Linked DNA regions of Triticum aestivum: region 2 is linked to region 1. Evidence: chromatin contacts called from public Hi-C data. All regions are on one chromosome and are shown on one strand. Each heading gives the region's core, a stretch centred on a gene start, on an enhancer-like site or on the middle of the called end of the contact. The rest is flanking DNA. Distances are from core to core; before and after follow the strand shown. Region 1 holds the start of LOC123044083 (putative F-box/LRR-repeat protein 23). Region 2 holds the start of LOC123044085 (NADH-ubiquinone oxidoreductase 20.9 kDa subunit).

Region 1 (2,700 bases), core at 125-2,624:
CCTGCAAACACCTCGAGCTCCCCATTGGAGCGGTCCACGGCGGCTTTTGCCATTGCACACAAGACATCGCGTCTCTTTTTCTTCTTCCCTCGCAGGACATCATGGTGCTCCATGTCGACATATCGCCATAAACTAGGTACTTTTGCCGCCTCGAGCCATGAGTGGCACACTAGGCCTGCACCCATGAGAATATCAACTGCGCCGAGTTTGGCAAAGACCGAAGCAAGCACATCAAGAGGCAGCTCGGACCAGTCCCTGACGGCTTCTGGCTGCACCTCCATTTCATGGGAATGACTGCAAAGAAAGGGTGGCATCACTGATAACAAACTACTCGGACTGATTGATCAAAGAACAGAAGTTGGCAATCATAGGGTACCTTAGGCGGCGGCGACAGACACCCCGCGAGACAACAAACGAGGCGCCGCTCATCATTACTGGGGACTGATGGGAAGCTTGAAGCATCCTTCTGAAACGCTAGCTCGTGAAAGAGCTCTTTTGTTACAAAAAATCAGCAGTGAAATCTAACTCCCCGGAATAACCTGTTTCGGGAAAAAGAAATAGCAAGCAACATGTGTGAGCTGCACAGCTAGAATTTCTTATCAGTTACACCAAAATGAGTGAGCCGAATGCATGACGCATTGAAATTTCAGATTTCTACAACAAACTGCAGCTACATAACTGGAGAAATTGGTAACAAAAGACAGAGAATTCATCAAAGCGCTGCTCACAGTCACACCAAAATGAGTGGGCTGATTGCATGACGCATTGAAATTTCAGATCTTTACAAGAAACTGGAGCCACAGAACTGGAGAAATTGGTAACAAAATACGGAGAATCCATCAAAACGCTGCTCGCAGTCACAGGAAGGCACCCTAAATTATCGATTTTTATCCTTTTTCGCAGGTAAAAAGGGGGAAAGTCGTAATCTTTTTGCGGTTAAGAAGGTAAAAGTTACCTAATCACAGCAAAAGACGGCAAGGAGGCCGCCGTGAGCTCATCTGCGGTCCGCTCCCCGAACGCCCTCCGCCACCCGCCGCGCCAGACCCGTGAGGACGCGCTCACGGCCACGGCGACCCGGCGTACCTCCACCAGCGAGCGAACCTTGTACCTTGGAATGCCTTCCCTGCCCTAGCGAGGTCAGATCCGGCGGCGGCGCACCCACGCCTGGTCTTGCGCCGCCCGGAGGCTGGTCGTGACCTCGGCAGGGGATGTGAAGTCACGCTCGGAGCAGGAAGACGGCGGTAGGGCCGTCACCTGGACACCGCCAAAAGCGCCGCTCCTCGTCGTCGTCGCTGCCCCTGTCTGGCGAGAGAGAGGTGGATGCGGAGGTGCGGAGGCCGAACCACTCGGGAACAGTTGAAATACCCCCGTTTGTACTCTGTCGCCGTTTCCTTCTTCTTTTGAGATTTTTTTCAGGGAATCCTTTTTTTTTTGAGACAATTCAGGGAATCCTTTTGAGATAAGGAACGGAAACTAATAATTGTTGGGCCATTAACACACTAATACCAACCACAGGCCCGTAAGGCCCAATTTGCCCAATGTGCCTTCTTTCATCGGGGTTTTTTTTTCGGCCGGGAACATAGCTCCAAGTTTATTCATTTGCAAAGTTCATAGGGATCATTACACGATCATGAAGTAAACAAAATTTCGCTATACTATGAGCTACGCGCACCCTGCACCGGGCGCTAAATCTTTTTTGACTAGATTTTTACTTTTTTTCTCTTCCTTTTGGTTTTTTATTCCTTTTTCTTTTTACATGTGCCTTATTTTCATTCCATGAATAATTTTAGACTTTGTGACATTTTAAATTTGTAGACATTTATGTACTTTACTACAAATTTAAAAGGACCATCATGATTTTTTTTGAATTCATCAACAATTTCTAAATTATTTAACATTTCTTAAAGTAAGCGAAAAAATATTAAATTTTGTGAATATTTTAAAATTTCATGAACATTCTTAAAACTCATGATTTATTAGAAAAATGGAATTTGATTTCTTACTATTCATTTACATATAGGCACACAGTGTGAACATTTATCACTTTAGTAAAGAATTACTTTTTTCACTTTTAAAAACCAAACTAAAAATTATTTAGTACTACATGAGAAATGAAAAAGGGGGCAAACCAGCAATTTGTGCCCCGCCCAAGTGTGTCCATGTGACCGCTTACGCTTTTATTCAACGCCCAACATGCAAAATAGGGGATGTCCCCATCGATTTATCACGTTGCATATGCACGAGTGCATCCCCACTAGTATGTCGCAGCGGGGGCTCGAGGGGCGTTCAAGAAGGGACGGCTATGCGCCGCGTGCAGCCAGCCCTACCACGGCTCGACTACGGGGCCACGTATTGAGCCGATCCAGTAGCCACGGCTCGACTCGTACGTCATGTTACCTTTTCTGTTTGATTTTATTCTTCTATTTTCTATTCACATTTTTGTTTTTGCTTTTTATTTATCTTTCACTTTGTTTCTACTCAAAAATATTCTAAATATAAATATTACAATAAAATATATATATTTAAAAATATATTCATATTGCATTTGGAAAATGGTAGCAATGTATATAAAAATGTGTTTCATGTATACGAAAAATGTACAATGTGAATAAAAAAGATAGAAAATGCTAATCATATGTACGGAAAAAAATTAATTGTGCGCAGAAAAAATATTTATACATTAAAAAATCATGTAAATCA
Region 2 (2,840 bases), core at 265-2,764, 380 kb before region 1:
GATAGGCTTGGCGAGCCAACGTAAAAACTAGCCAGTCTTTTGGGTATGTAACCCATTTGGGCGAGAGTAGTACTAGGATGGGTGACCTCCTGGGAAGTCCTCGTGAAAGGGTTTCATATCTAGCCTACCCCAACTTGTTTGGGATAAAAGGCTTCGTAAGTAAGTAAGTAAGCATGGATGCACACTTGCCAAATATTACCTCTGTTCCAAAATATCTTGCATATTAGGTTTCCCTAGGACAAGTCTTTGTATTACACTTAAGTATGTAACTTTTGTGGTAGAAAATCATAACCACAAATAAGTATTTGAAATACGAATCTAATGAATATATATAGAGTACTTGTTGGTCAATGGCTTGTCCTAACGAAACCTAATTTGAAATGAAGGGAGTACAATTATCATCAACTCATTATGTGGATCAAGTTACCAGGCAGCAAAACTTATTTATTTCCTGGGCTTGTAAGAATTGATGAATTTATGTGTGCTCAACTGCTGCCTAAACCTGCAACCTTGCTTCATATTCCCAGATTCTCTAGAGACGCATGTGCACTAATATTCACACCACATCTAGGCCGTAACAGCTTCACACCAGGTAACTCTCGATAAAGAAAGTTCTCTAGACACCTCTTTGGACAGCCTTACGCCACAGTTAGCCAACGTGAGGCAAAAGAAAATCACACTACTCAATCTAGAGATACCAAAATCCATTTTAACACAACAGTTCTCCAATTCCAGAAGTTCACCGAAATGGCGATCAAATTTTGACTCTGTCATAACAAAACGAGTAAAATCATTATCATGAATTCCTCACTACTGTGCAGCAAGGCACCCCATTTATTACACCAAGACCACACATTGCCCACACCAAGTGCAGCTCACGCCAAGTGAGATTAGAAAGGTAAAAGCAAAGATGTAACACTTGCGGTTGAGAAACGGGGAGAAATGATGATGCCGTCTACCACTACAGCTTGTACTTGTAGCGCGCGACCTCGGATTCGTTGGGGAAGAACCCCATGAGGCGTCCGGCGGAGTTCTGGTAGGCGTACATGAACCCTCCGAGGACCCCGATGAGGCCCCCCGTCACCATCGACGGCCCGCGGATCCCCGGCTTGATCCCTGCGAGCACCCCCCAAGAACGCGGATTTGAGCCTCCGGGGGCGAAGGAAAGAGGACGGCCGTACGGGGAGAAGGTTAGGGGCTAGGAGGACGTACCGGAGAGGTAGCCGACGGTGACGGAGACGGCGGAGATGGTGGAGAGGCGCATGTAGTCGAGCGCGGAGAAGTTGCCGACGACCTTGGTGAAGGCGGGGTTCCGATCCACCACCGGGTACTCCGGCTTCACTGACGCGGTGATGTCGGTGTTCATCGCGCAACCGCGGGGCTCGATTCGTTCCTTCCGGCGGGCGGCGCGGCGGCAGATTTGGTCGCTGGGAGGAGGAGGTCGAGATTCAGGTGTGGTTCTCGGGCTTTCTCACTGGGAGAGCGACGGAGAGTAGTGTGGGTGCTGTGTGTGACTATGGGCTGGGCTTGGTGCAGCCCAAGTTCTGAAAGACAGGCCGGCTTGTAAATGACGTCCGACCATCCCTCAAAAAATAAATGTAAGTGAACTTCGGCCCGGCCTACTACTACTCGTCGGAAACCCCTAAAAAAACTACTCATAGAGTCTACGAAGCCTCTCTCGCCACGTTGTTCAAACATTATTTTGAGAAAAGCGAATAAAAAATTAAGAATCTGAATAATTTATGAATTTTCTGAACATTTATTGAAAATTATGAATACTTTTTGGAAATTATGAACAAATCTCGAAATTTCTAATATTTCTGGAAAAACAAACATATTTTTTACTTCTATGAAAAACATGAACATATTTTTAATAAATCCGAACAAATTTTGAAAATCATATTTGTTAAAAGTTTATAATTTTTTGAAAAGAAACAAAAAGGAGAAGAAAATAAAAAAGAAAGAGAAAATGGAAAGAAAAGAAAAAAGCAAATAGGAAAATATTGGTTCAGAAAACCTTCAAGAATGTTCCCAAACCCGGTAAAATTTGTCTCTGAACCTTCTAGAAGCTTCTCAAAACTTAACCAGAGCGCTCTCTACTTAGCGCTGAAAATAGGCTGGCCAACTCAACTCACTCGCGCGCACATCCAGTGTGATGCGTCGACGGTTGGACACAAGGTACGTCTCATAGGAAACTCCTCGCTTCCTCCGCCTTTGCCGGCAAATCCTAGTCGGCGTAAACTAGTCTGGCCAACGCCCGCATGTGAGCGACTTGGGCCGGGAACGTTCTATTGTTTGCCACTGCATGTTTCCTTTTTTAGCAGTTCCTTTTTGCTTTTCGGTTGTACATTGTTTTGTTTTCTTTTGGTTTTTCCTCTTTGTTTTACTTATTTTTTATTTTTCTATTATAGTTTTTTCTCCTGTTTTTTTCTTACTTTTACTTTTTTATTTTTTATATATTATAAATATCTTTTCAGTATATGGTGAACACTTTTTTTAATATATCATGAACAGTTTTTTTACATACGATGAGTTTTAAAAATGTATGTCGAGCTTTTGTTAATATATGGTGAACATTTTATTAATACACTAGTAGGGTGTCCGTGCGTTGCCACGGGCTTTTGAAATATATTGGTGGAGTTATATAAACATAACACATGTTAAATTTCACATGAAGAGAATAGATAGCACGGGCATAATCAGCTAATAATCAAAGTCCGCTCCACTTGCAATGTAAGTTGATACTCCCTCCGTTCCTAAATATAAGTCTTTTTTAAAGATTTTATTATGGACTACATATGAAGAAAAATGAGTGAATCTACACTCTAAAATATGTTTAT

Evidence for each region. A called contact is a pair of places that touch in the nucleus more often than the background predicts.
Region 2: a Hi-C map of leaf shows a contact between it and region 1, with 4 times the contacts expected there. The contact joins the promoter of LOC123044085 here to the promoter of LOC123044083 in region 1. A contact is called at or near these places in 2 of 5 Hi-C or Micro-C datasets (both in leaf).

Annotation. Positions count from the first base shown.
Region 1 is chr2B:161,760,947-161,763,646 of IWGSC CS RefSeq v2.1, reverse strand. LOC123044083 (putative F-box/LRR-repeat protein 23) reads right to left here and starts at 1,374. Exons shown (of 4, transcript XM_044466722.1): 1 at 956-1,374; 2 at 377-539; 3 at 1-294. The coding sequence starts at 462.
Region 2 is chr2B:162,140,347-162,143,186 of IWGSC CS RefSeq v2.1, reverse strand. LOC123044085 (NADH-ubiquinone oxidoreductase 20.9 kDa subunit) reads right to left here and starts at 1,514. Exons shown (of 2, transcript XM_044466724.1): 1 at 1,213-1,514; 2 at 696-1,116. The coding sequence starts at 1,366. The coding sequence ends at 962.